3 separate regions of the Sus scrofa genome follow, and regions 1 and 2 are each linked to region 3. Evidence: chromatin contacts called from public Hi-C and promoter capture Hi-C data. All regions are on one chromosome and are shown on one strand. The core of a region is the stretch at or near the end of the contact, and the rest is flanking DNA. Distances in the headings are between cores, read along the strand shown.

The links. Promoter capture Hi-C pulls out the DNA fragments that hold promoters and counts their contacts. A called contact is a pair of places that touch in the nucleus more often than the background predicts.
Region 1: a contact with region 3 is called in a promoter capture Hi-C map of liver, with 4 times the contacts expected there. The contact joins two enhancer-like sites. A contact is called at or near these places in 1 of 5 promoter capture datasets (liver) and 2 of 47 Hi-C or Micro-C datasets (liver and skeletal muscle).
Region 2: a contact with region 3 is called in a Hi-C map of liver, with 12 times the contacts expected there. The contact joins two enhancer-like sites. A contact is called at or near these places in 5 of 47 Hi-C or Micro-C datasets (liver and skeletal muscle).

The regions. Positions count from the first base shown.
Region 1 is chr6:33,525,788-33,529,587 of Sscrofa11.1, forward strand. No RefSeq gene overlaps it. Among named protein-coding and RNA genes, the nearest start is that of SALL1, 200 kb to the right of the region's middle. Within about 2 kb of position 2,369, at least 2 of the 83 cell types and tissues checked have an H3K27ac peak or open chromatin away from gene starts, as enhancers often do. A contact at or near this core is called in liver, where this site is marked.
Region 2 is chr6:33,941,439-33,945,444 of Sscrofa11.1, forward strand. No RefSeq gene overlaps it. Among named protein-coding and RNA genes, the nearest start is that of CYLD, 180 kb to the right of the region's middle. Within about 2 kb of position 2,218, at least 9 of the 83 cell types and tissues checked have an H3K27ac peak or open chromatin away from gene starts, as enhancers often do. A contact at or near this core is called in liver, where this site is marked.
Region 3 is chr6:33,762,862-33,766,647 of Sscrofa11.1, forward strand. No RefSeq gene overlaps it. Among named protein-coding and RNA genes, the nearest start is that of SALL1, 33 kb to the left of the region's middle. Within about 2 kb of position 2,535, at least 10 of the 83 cell types and tissues checked have an H3K27ac peak or open chromatin away from gene starts, as enhancers often do. A contact at or near this core is called in liver, where this site is marked.

The sequences.
Region 1 (3,800 bases), core at 1,119-3,618, 240 kb before region 3:
ATACATAATTGAATTATATAATTCTATATAACAATATGTAATTATGTATTAATAATGATATATAATCATTATTTTCCATTATGATCTTGAATAGAGTTCCCTGTGCTACACAGTAGGACCTTGTTGTTTATCCATCCCATATATAATAATTTGCATCTGCTAGTCTCAAACTCCCAGTACATCTCCCCCATCCCCCAAACCTCTTGGCAACCACAAATCTGTTCTCTATGTCCACGAGTCCATTTCTGTTTTGTAAGTAATTCATTTGTATCATTTTTTTAGATTCCACATGTTAGCCATATCTAATGATACTGGTCTTTCTCTGATTTCTTTCACTTAGTATCATAATCTCTAGGTCCATCCATGTTGCTGCAAAGGGCATTATATCATTCTTTTTCAGGGCTGAATAGTATTCCACTGTGTATATATACCACATCTTCTTTACCCATTTAGGTGGTTTCCTTGTCTTGGTTATTGTAAATAATGCTGATAAGGGTTTTAAAAAGAGGTATGGCTTGACCTAATTTATATTCTAAAGATAAAAATTTTAAATGTGAAGACCATATCAGAGAAGTAAAGGTGGATTGGGGAAGAGGTTAAATGTGCCTGTCATAGAATATGACAATTACGAAGCATTTCTATAAACTGAGTTTAGTCATTTACCTGGGACCATAGAGCCAATAAGTGTCAGAACCAAATGGGGTTCAAAGAGTGAACTCAAAGCCAGCTTGTCAACCATGGTGCAGTGAGGAACATAAAATAAAACTAAAAGACCTTTTCTACATTATTAGATTCTTCTTCAGTTATTAGCAACTTGACAGTTGGCTCTTTCAAACTTTCCATTTGGTTTCCTCCCCCTCTTCTTTTTCTTTTCTTTCCTTTTTTTAAAATAATAGTTGCACACATTTTTAATGTGATTTAAGCAAAAATCCACTTGCTATTTCTGTGGCAAAGTTCAAAAGCTCCATATTCAAAAATGTATGACCAAGAACACTTAGCAAATTCCAGAAACCTTTGACCTTCAGTTTGTTGAATATTGTAGTTTACGTTTTCTCTAATTTGTCCCGAACCATTTGTACCCTGGATTATTAATCTATAACCAAACACAGCTCTGGGAACCCTCCCCCCACCACACACACAGCAATGATGCCAGGAACATGACCAAATCCATTATCTTTTCTTTGAATTCTGTCAATATATTTATTTCACATCTTTATTCTGGCTTCTTTCTCCCTTTGCATTTCATGGAAAATCTTTCCAGATAAGATCAGAACTGCTTTGTCATTCATCAGCCGTAATCAAGTCTAACTCAACAGCAGAGTTTAAAAACATATTTTTTTCCACGTTCAGATGCAAAAAGGACCAAAAAAATAAACAACCAAAATTGTAGATCCCAGCTGTCTGCCTCTATGTCTGCATATGTCATTGTATCACGGTGCCCCTTTGGTAGATTTACGGTGTGAATTAATAAACATTCATGGAGACTGGAATATAGGTCAGCTACTGACATACTACTTGAGGAATCTGGAAGATTAGTTCCTAGAAGGCCAAGTCTGAGTGTCTAGAAAGCAGGCAGCACAGTGGGTACAAGACCTCCAGCTCTCAGGGAACACTCTGTCTGTTCTCCAGGGCTTCATGCACCTGCCCCTGCGTTTCATCATCTGTCCAACTTGAAAACAACAGCCCAGACCTCATAGGGTTTGTTCTGTAATCAGTCAATGAGTGTTCATTGAGTGCTTACGGTGTACCAGGCCTTTTCATTGGCACTGGGGTACTGAGTGTTGACATTCTCATAGGAAACAGAGACATAATAAGCAAATGGCTCAATAAGGTGTTTCAAATGGTGATAACTCCATGTTAAAAAAAAATGAGGGCGCTCCCATCGTGGCTCAGCGGAAAGGAATCTGACTAGTATCTAAGAGGATGCAGGTTCGATCCCTGGCCTTGCTCAGCAGGTTAAGGATCTGGTGTTGCCATGAGCTGTGATGTAGGTCACAGACGAGGCTCGGATCTCACGTTGCTGTGGCTGTGATGTAGGCCGGCAGCTGTAGCTCTGATTTGACCCCTAGCCTGGGAACCTCCATATGCTACAGGCGTGGTTCTCAAAAGACAAACAAACAAACAAAAAGAGACAAATCGTGAGAAGAAAAGTGAATAAAAATTTTAGTTAGATTTTAGATAAGTCTTCAGATAAGTTTGCTATATCAGAAGCTGGCATTTGAACTCAGCCATTGGTGAGAAGAAAGAACTAACTGAAGTTTGAAGGGAGGGAGGACCACGTAGAATAAATGGCCAGGTCTCACTTGTGAAGTGAAAAAGGCTACCACATTGGAGCACAGAGGACGGGGTAGGAGGGAGGGGGAGGAGGTGGAGGTAGATGGCCGCAGGGGAGCCAGGGCCAAAATCATGTGGGAGCTTGAAGGCCAAGTAAGGAATTTGGACTTTGGCCCAAGTGCAATGAGAAATCACGAGTGAGTTTTAACCAGAGCAGGGAAAATGATCTGATTGATGACAGTGGAGAGGCTGCCTCCCAATTCTCTTTGTCAGGAGAGATTTTCAACCTGCAGCTCTAATGGCATCAGTACCATCGGGAAGTGGGTGGCGACCCAATATGACTTTCAAAGTGTTGGAAGGGTTTGAGTGGGATGGGGGAGTGTGTACAGAGACCCCGACAGAGACCTGCATCTGCGATGATGTCTTGGATGCTCCTGAGCTCTAGTAACCAGGACAGACTCAGCTTCGGCCAATAAAAGCTCCTCAAATGCAGTGAACTGAAACAAGAGAGAAGTGTATTTCTCTGGATGATCCAGAACCAATATGGCACCTCAGTGATACCAGGGACACAAACGTTCTCTCTTTCCTATTGTCCTGCCAACCCCAACATGCAGCTGCCTTCTCAGTGACCACGAGAGCTGCCAGCTGCCATACGTGTTTCTGCCACCACGCCTGCGTTTCAGCCAGAGAAAAAGAATACTTTCCTTTTCGGGTCTCCACCTAGAAGCGACATACCTCATTTCTACTCATTTTCTTCCATTGACCAGAACCTATGGGTGTGGCCAAAGCTATCTTCAAGGGAAGCTGGAAAATGGAGTTTTGAGCTGATCAGCGTGGTGCCCAGTCAAAACTGTTCCTATTAGAAAAGAAAGTAAGAGGGAGAATTCATAGCTTCCACCCAGTGCAAAAGCAGCTGGGATTGCGTGCAACCCTTAGAGACCCAGCGCTATTAAAAGAAGTTCTGTTCCCAAAGGACTCATGAATAAAATAAACAATAATCATAAATAATAAAAACAACTAGGTAATTGAGACATCACCACCTATCAATAATTTTTCCATATGCATTTCTCACTCTGCCACATGCAATCAGCACGGTTTAAAAAAATTATTGAACAAACATGTTACTGTTCATTTGCCTCTCCCAGGGCCCGCTCTTGGAGTTGTTTCCCTAGAAAATAGAGATAGATTTGTACTGTTTTTGTTTTTGTTTTTGTTTTTGTCTTTTGTCTTTTTAGGGCCACACCTACAGCATACGGGGGTTCCCAGGCTAGGGGTCGAATCCGAGCTGTAGTGGGATGTGGGATATCATCAATTCTTTGAAGGATTGGCCTGAAGAAGTCCTCCATGGCATATGGGAATCAGCTGGGGAGGTTTATTTTATGTATTTTTTATTTTTCTGCTTTTTTAGGGTTGCCTTGGAAGTTCTCGGGCTAGGGATTGAATTGGAGCTACAGCGGCCAGCCTATACCACAGCCACAGCAATGTGGGATGTGAGCCACGTCTGAGACCTACACCGCAGTTCACAG
Region 2 (4,006 bases), core at 968-3,467, 180 kb after region 3:
AGCCTGGTTCCAGGAATGATAGACCATGAGGTTTCAAGGAATCTCTTCCCTTTGAGCAGCCAGCCCAGCTGTCAATCCTACAGCTTTGCCTCCAAAAACAAAAAACAAAAAACAAAAAAAAAGGTGGGGGGGGAGCTGTCTGAGAAGAGTATAGGAAATGGGAATGTGTTTATTATTTTTATTGGACCCCTCAGATTTCCCATCACCTTCCAGTGGCCTTAGAGCGACCTTTCCAAATGCACGGGGCCCCAGCAGGACTGGCCCCTTCACCTTTCCAGGCAAACATTTGGCACAGGGCTGACTCCAACAGTTATTGGGGCTGCTCCATCCTTCACCATCCTCCACCAGGAACTCCATCCTTCAAATGCTATATCCTTGAACTGCCAAGAAGATGGCATTTTTCTCCTCTCTGAAAACTCAGTAATATACAGACTGCCTCTCCTTTTCATCGTATAGATTTTGCCATTGGTAATAATTTGCATCCATGAGGCAATTAAAATCCTTCACGATGGGACGAACCCTTCATGGTCCAAGTGTCTTTCATGTGCCTGGCATCTGGGAGTTGCTTAAAAAAATAAGCTGGGGTTGTCCAGGCACTCAGTAGAGATGCTGTGAAGGTCTTGGACAAGACTGTGTGGGCCAAAGGACCTTCAAGGGCCCGCCCATCCTGACATTAGGACCCTGGGGACTGCTGGATGAATGAGAGAGTGGTCAGTTGTAAGCCCCTCGCAAGCGCGGAGAAAGAGCCAATACTTCTTGGGCTCTGGAACCAAGATGAAAGAGCCTTGTTCTGATGCTGCTTCTGGAGACTGGTCCCAGCCTCCTTGCACACCCACATCAGGCCCCTGGGACCCAGCTTGTCCTAACGATGCCAGTTTGTAAGCCCATGTGAGGGGCAGGGAGGCTGGCACATCCTTCATGCTGAATCAGCTCAAGTATTTTCCACGGCCCCCGGCTGTGCATTCACTCAGAGCAGGTTGGAGCAAGGTGAGCAAGGTGGCGGGGAGCTGCTGAGCCCCTCTGGGTTCTGGCAGGTCAGAGACAAGACTGAAGGACCAGGCAGCTGGAGAGGGGCTCCGGGGGCTTGGGGCGGGTATTAGTCAGCGTTCTCCAGAAGCAATGGGATAGAGACCAATGCAACCAACAGGATACATATAAGTAGAAAGAAAGGGAGAAAGGGAGAAAGGGGGGGGGGGGGAAGCAGGGAGGGAGGAAAGCGGGGGGGCAGGGAAGAGGGAGGTAGGGAGGCAGGAAGGCAGGCCAGCCAATGGAGAGCAGACGAAGACTGATGTCCCAGCTCAAAGTGCAGGCAGAGAGGACACGCTCCTCCTTCTTCCCCATTTTTGCTCTATTCAGGCCTCCATGGATTGCATGGTGCCCGCCCCCACTGGGAGGGCAATCAGCGTTACTCAATCGCTGATTCAAATGCTAATCCCATCCAGAAACACCCTCACAGATACACCCAGAAATTATGTTTCCTCTGGGAGCCCCGTGTCCCCTCAAGTTGACACACAAAATCAACCATCACAGGGGCCCTTCCCAGGAATCGAACCTTCTGCTCCAGTGGGAAGGGCACCACCCTCGCCCTCGCTGCCCCTTCCTAGATTCACAGACTGTCAGAGCAGGAAAGGTGCCAAGAGATGGCTAATGGGGGAGTCACACACCCAGGACCAGACAGGTCACCAGTGTGGGAGACTGGACCTGCTGGGGCCCCCAGGGGGGTGATGGCCCGTGGACCCACCTGGGGAGCAAATGCACTCATCCACGGTCACCTGTAATATTGTGTCAAATACAAAGCCGCTCCCAGCAGGCCAGACTCAGTCTTCTGCTTCTCAAGTCAATTCTCTGATGCTCCTGCTGAAAACTCTGACCCCTAGAGCGAGGCGGGGCCACTCCGGACCACATGCTGAGAGCTGAGTCACATTGAGATGAGAGCCCAGCTCTGCTCACGCTCGGACCACCGTCTTTATTCCTTTATCGAATCAGCCAGCTCTGCACCAGCCAGGCAGCATGAGACACGGTCTCTGTCTCCAAGGAGCTCTGGGGTTCTGGACAGAGCAGCGCTAGAAGGACCACAGAGAAAGCCCCATTATACAGGCAGAAAAACTGAGAGTCGCGGAGAGGACGAAGCTCTGGCAGAAAAACGGAGGGTGTCAGGCAGAACGAGGACTTGAGCTGAAATATGACTTGCGTGCGGGCGTGTTGGGGTGAGCGGGCTCATTTGTTTCAAGCCTTCCGTGAAGACAGAGCTGTCCCTGGTATAGCGCAGGTATTGGCTCAGTATACGGTTTGGGGTCGATGACAAACCGAGGGTCCTGCTTTGGGAATGTGCAGGCTGGGAAGAGGGTCTCCTGGCACCCACTTCCCCCTGGAAAGCTTCTGGCACTGTCAACATTTCCCCCCAATTCCTGAGGATTTCCCTTTGGGTGCCAAGCTCGACACGTCCTCTTTGAATTCATAATGAGTACGGACTAAGCAGAAAGCAGCCCAAGGTGAGTCATTCATTAATCATAAACAAAACAGTCCCCGATCAAGGACACATCAGCACACACCATAAAAAGGGAAGGGAGGGGGAGGGTTGCCCAATCTCTTTATTTAATATTAACCACATTATGTTTTTGCATTTGAGTTCTGAGAAAGATTGCTCTCCTTTCCTGGGTGTTGTATGAACTCAATCCAAAGTCAATTTTTCTGGGATACGCGGGTGCCCGCTTCACGAGGGCTGAGGGTGAGTGGGGGGACTTTGGAGCCCCGGGCACTCACACTGGATGGATGCCCAGGCGGCAGGGCCACCTCCTCCTCGAGGTCTGAGAGGGCCTTATCCTCGACCACTTTTCCAGCGTTGCCTGATACATACGGAGGGACCACAGGTGACCATGGCGAGGGCCCGTCCTTGGGAGGCGCACGTTTAATGGCAGCGTAATCATAAGTGCTGAGTACTTGGCGAAAGCCACCTGTTGATATGGCTGGGCTGTGGCCCGTGGGGGCGAGGAGGTGAAGGGGACACGGACGGTAGTGTGAATATCACGCGGCTGGAGATTGCTCCACCACAATTACATTTTTTTTCTCCTTTGCTCCGCCCAAGGGGTCTGTGGATGGCGATAGGACAAGAGATGTGGTCCCATTTCATAGGTGGGCAAGCTGAGGCTCCAAGTGCGGAATAGTGTCCAGCAGGGCTCTTCCCATTCCCCACACCACCTGTGAAACAGCTTGGCAGAGGGCCCCAGGCTCCTAAGGGGCAGCTGTTACTTCACGACTGAGCTTCTGCCCCTCCCAGGGCTGCTCGTGTCTGCCCGAGGTGGGGAACTTTGGGTCCTTTGTCCTGGCAGCCGTGCCTGAGCACCCGCTTCCCTCCCTGGCACTCGGCTCCACGGTCTCCCCCCAGCTGGGGATGTGGCTGAGCTCTGCCATGCCCCCTGATGAGAGTGTGCACCTGCCGACTGGCAGGGGCACACCCCCAAGGCAATTTGCACAGCATGAGGGTACTGGGATCCAAAGGTGAAATTCAGGAGTTTGCCCCAAAAAAGCCCCGAGATGGAGGGGAAGGAGAGGGAGGTGAGAGTAAAATTTGACACAAATTACCTGGTGCTTGCTGGAGCGCAACGAGGCAGTGGAGCTGCCAGGGCAAGTCCGGTTGGTGCCATCTCGGCGGAGCAGAGAGGCCAGCCTCGGGGGGCGGGGGGAGGCACTGCCGTGGACTTGGAGTGGAGGGACATCACGTGGAACTCCAAGGACATCAGAACTGGCAGGTTCGGAGGGGCTTTCTTGCCTAGGTGTTCCAGATATCAGATGCCTGGCAGGGCTGCAGTAGTATCACCTGGAAGCTTGCTAAAAATGCAGACGACTGGGTCTTCACCTTTAGAAATCCTGAATCAAAAAATTGGGGATAAAATAAATAAGTCCTGGGGAAGTAAAGGAAAGCAAAGCGGCTATAGTTAATGATGCTATATTGCATGTTTGAAAGGTACTTTGCAAGTAAACCTTGAACGTTCTCATCACAAGAAAA
Region 3 (3,786 bases), core at 1,285-3,784:
CTCTCTTTCCTTTTCTTCTCTTTCTTTCTTTCCTTCCTTCTTTCTTTCTTTCTTTCTTTCTTTCTTTCTTTCTTTCTTCCCTTCCTTCCTTCCTTCCTTCCTTCCTTCTTTCTTTCTTTCTTTCTTTCTTTCCGGCTGCACCCACAGCATATGGAAGTTCCCAGGCTAGGGGTGGGATAGGAGCTGTAGCCACTGACCACAGCCACAGCCACCCCGGATCCGAGCGACGTCTGCCAGCTATACCACAGCTCACCACAACACGGGATCCCCCACCCACGGAGCAAGGCCAGGGATTGAACCCGCATCCTCATGGATACTGGTCAGCTTCATTACCACTGCACTACCACGGGAACTCCCTCACATCCTCTCTCTTGGACACATCGCTATGTTTTATTACCATCACAGCTCGTATCACTGTCTGGAATTATCTTGTCCATGTATATGTTTATTGATTTATTGTGCATCTTCCATGAAAGCAGGGACTCAGCCTGCCCTGTCTCCCACTGAATTCTACCCATTTCAGTGCCAGGGTATGGAATGAATGATTGAATGAATGAAGGAGTATATCCAGGTTGAGAAGCAAGGTGTAAAACAAAATAAACCATGTCATGAATTCTGGCCTTAGAAGCTCTGCAGAGTGAAGCCGATGTGAAGGTTTTATGAGCAAAAGTATCAGATGAGTAGGAAAGGAATTGCTATACTTCCTTCAGGGTGTATAAAGAAAATTAAATTAGGAATAGAGGATGGCAGCCTGTTTGCAGCTTTTTGTTCAGATATCATGAACATGCTGTATAATGCAAGACTCCTTTTCCTTTTTCTGTGTCTGCTTTAAAATTATAAAAATACAAAAAAAAATAAAATTATAAAAATACATGGTCATGGTAGACAGTTTGCAAAAAAGGAAAAATTTAAATAAGGAAAGATATGCTGCATTATTCTATCACCCACAGATAACCATGGTTTTCATTATTTTAAGGTATTTCTAAGGGTGTTTGCCCTTTAGAACATTTTCAATATTTAAAAATGCATGTGTCTTATAAAATATACACATGGCCATAATATGGTCATGGTTTGCTTTTTTATTTTATTAAAAAAAAATTTTTTTTTGTCTTTTGTCTTTTGAGGGCCGCACCCGAGGCATACGGAGGTTCCCAGGCTAGGGGTTGAATCCGAGCTGTAGCCACCGGCCTACACCACAGCCACAGCAACGCAGGATCTGAGCCATGTCTGCAACCTACACCACAGCTCACAGCAACGCCGGATCCTTAATCCACTGAGTGAAGCCAGGGATCAAACCCGAAACCTTGCGGTTCCTAATTGGATTCGTTTCCAATGCGCCACGACGGGAACTCCATGCTCTTTTATTATTAAACGTTGTAAGATGAGCATATCCTCACGCCTAAAAAATGTCTTCAAAGACATCTTTTAGGAGTTCACTTGTGGTGCCATGGGCTAAGGATCCAGTGTTGTCATTGCAGGGGCTTGGGTCACCACGGTGGTATGGGTTCGATCCCTGGCCTGAGAACTTCCACATGCCACGGGCATGGTCAAAACAAAACAAAACAAAAAACCTTAAAATACCATATTTTAATGGCTGTTTAATAGTCCATTAAATGGATGGAAATACATAATTTCTTTTTTTTTCATTCCCTTGTCCAGAATGCACTCTAACTTTGGGCGAGCGCTCTTTGAAGTGGAAAAGAAATATCTAATGAATGAATGTTCCCCTTGATGACAATGGCAGTTCCCAACTGGGGGCGATTTTTGCCCTCAGGAGACATTTTTGTTTGTTGCCACAGAGGTGGCCGGTGTGTGTGCTATTGGCACCTGGTGGGGAGAGGCCAGGGTTGCTGCTAAACATCCTACAGCTCACAGGACAGTCCCCACAACAAAAAGAATGATCCAGCCAGGAGGTCGATAGTGCTGAGGTTGAGAAACACTGTCCAGGCCAGTGTCAGGGTTAATATTCAACGACCACTTAAAATTCAAATTAGCATTCTACCATAAAAGTACAGGACTTTGCCCTGGAATTTTGTTAGAGCAATAAGAACCCGAGTTGCTAGCATCTGGAATGACTGATATTTAACTTCCAACGTTTTTATTTTAGTTGGACATTGTAAAGGACAAAGGGATGTGAAATGAGTAATTATATATTTCTTAAGATGTTCTTAAGGTGAGCCCTAAAAGTTTATCTTCACTGGGATGCATACTTCCATGGAGACACTGAGGCTGGGAGAGGGTACAGTCCAGGCTGTTATCCGGCTCAGCAGAGAAGTGATTGGGTTGATATTGAAAGAGAGTTTCAGAATTCCAAAAGGGGTTTTGATGGGCATTTAGTTCAAGTCACATATTTCGGATCCTCTATCTCTGCGCCTTTTCTGGAATGGAGGTTTTCCTCCTGTCCTGTTTTGCAATCAGTGAAAACTCATTGGGGAATTCCATGTGTCGTAAGCCGAAACATCAACGCCAACCCCCTTCTCCTCTGTTGAGAAATGCGCGTGTCCCTTTTATCCCAGCTTTCCATCTTTGGGACTTTACCCGACCTTCGCAGAGACAATTGTTAGAGAGACAATATGTTATGACACATCCTGGAGGATGATCCAAATACCATGGGTTCAATTCAGAACAAAGGAATGTTGGCCACTCTTTTTCTTCTACCCACATTCTTTCTGGGGTTCATGGTGAATGGAAGGGGAGTTGAACTTGGGAAGGTTTGGCATTGTGTTTCGGATATCGAAAGATGAAATGAAGACCCTTCCCTAGGAGGTGCCCAGTAAGAGATGGAAAACAATGGCATGCGGCTTCGCTTTCTGAGCTGTGATGATGGAAATGCGATCTTTCGTGAGTGCAGACTCAGAATTTAGAGCAGTGAGTGTGGGCGGAGGTCAGTGATTCACGCCTCAGGATCGATGTTTGTGCCTCTGACCTGGATCCCTACCGCTTGCTGCACTTGTTGGCAGACTTAACCTTCTGCAGAATTTTATGTGGCTTCTCTGCAGAGCCTCAGACCTGCGGTGAGCCATCAGGGGATCTGTGCTTGCCTGTCAGATCCTCTTCCAGGAGGAAGACATCGCCCTCTCCTCATCTGCTCTCCCCAGGGTTGGCTGTAGACATGAAGCCTCTCTGGGCTCTCTACGGCTAATGACACAGTGTATCATTTGGGAGGCCCAGGAGAAGGGGGGCGGGGGGGGGGCAGGACCGGGAAGATGGAAGCTCAGAACTGCAAGACAATTTAAAATAAGCAATCAGGGGCTGCAAGAGAGGATGCTGGCTATCAAAGAAGTACCAGAATAAAAGAGATGGATGGGAAGTCAATTCCTAGATCTCTCTCTTTTAGGTGATGGGCAGTCTTTTTTCTTTTTCTGCTCTCGGTCGGCAACCTTTGGTTTCCAAATGCTCGTTTTCTTTCTAATTTTCCATTAAAATATTGATTCAGCTGCTGAAAATGATACAGGCAATGCTCTCAAGAGTTGCAGGGCTGTAGAAAGGCAGGCGCCCTCCTCACTAGCAAGAGATACACATCTGCAGATACGAATGCACCCAAACATGCAGGCGGCAGCACAGAACACGCGCACACACATGCACGCTCACCCACACTTGCATACAGTCTGGAGACTGCTGTACACTTAGGCAGTGTGACAAATGTGATTTGCTCATATTTAACTGAATCCAAGATTCCAATCATTGGGGCTGCAATGGCTCCACAGGGTGCAGGTGGTAAGAACGGCAAGTTGAAAGGAAAAAACTTCAAAATATGGACAAACATACTTCCTACCACAGAATGCC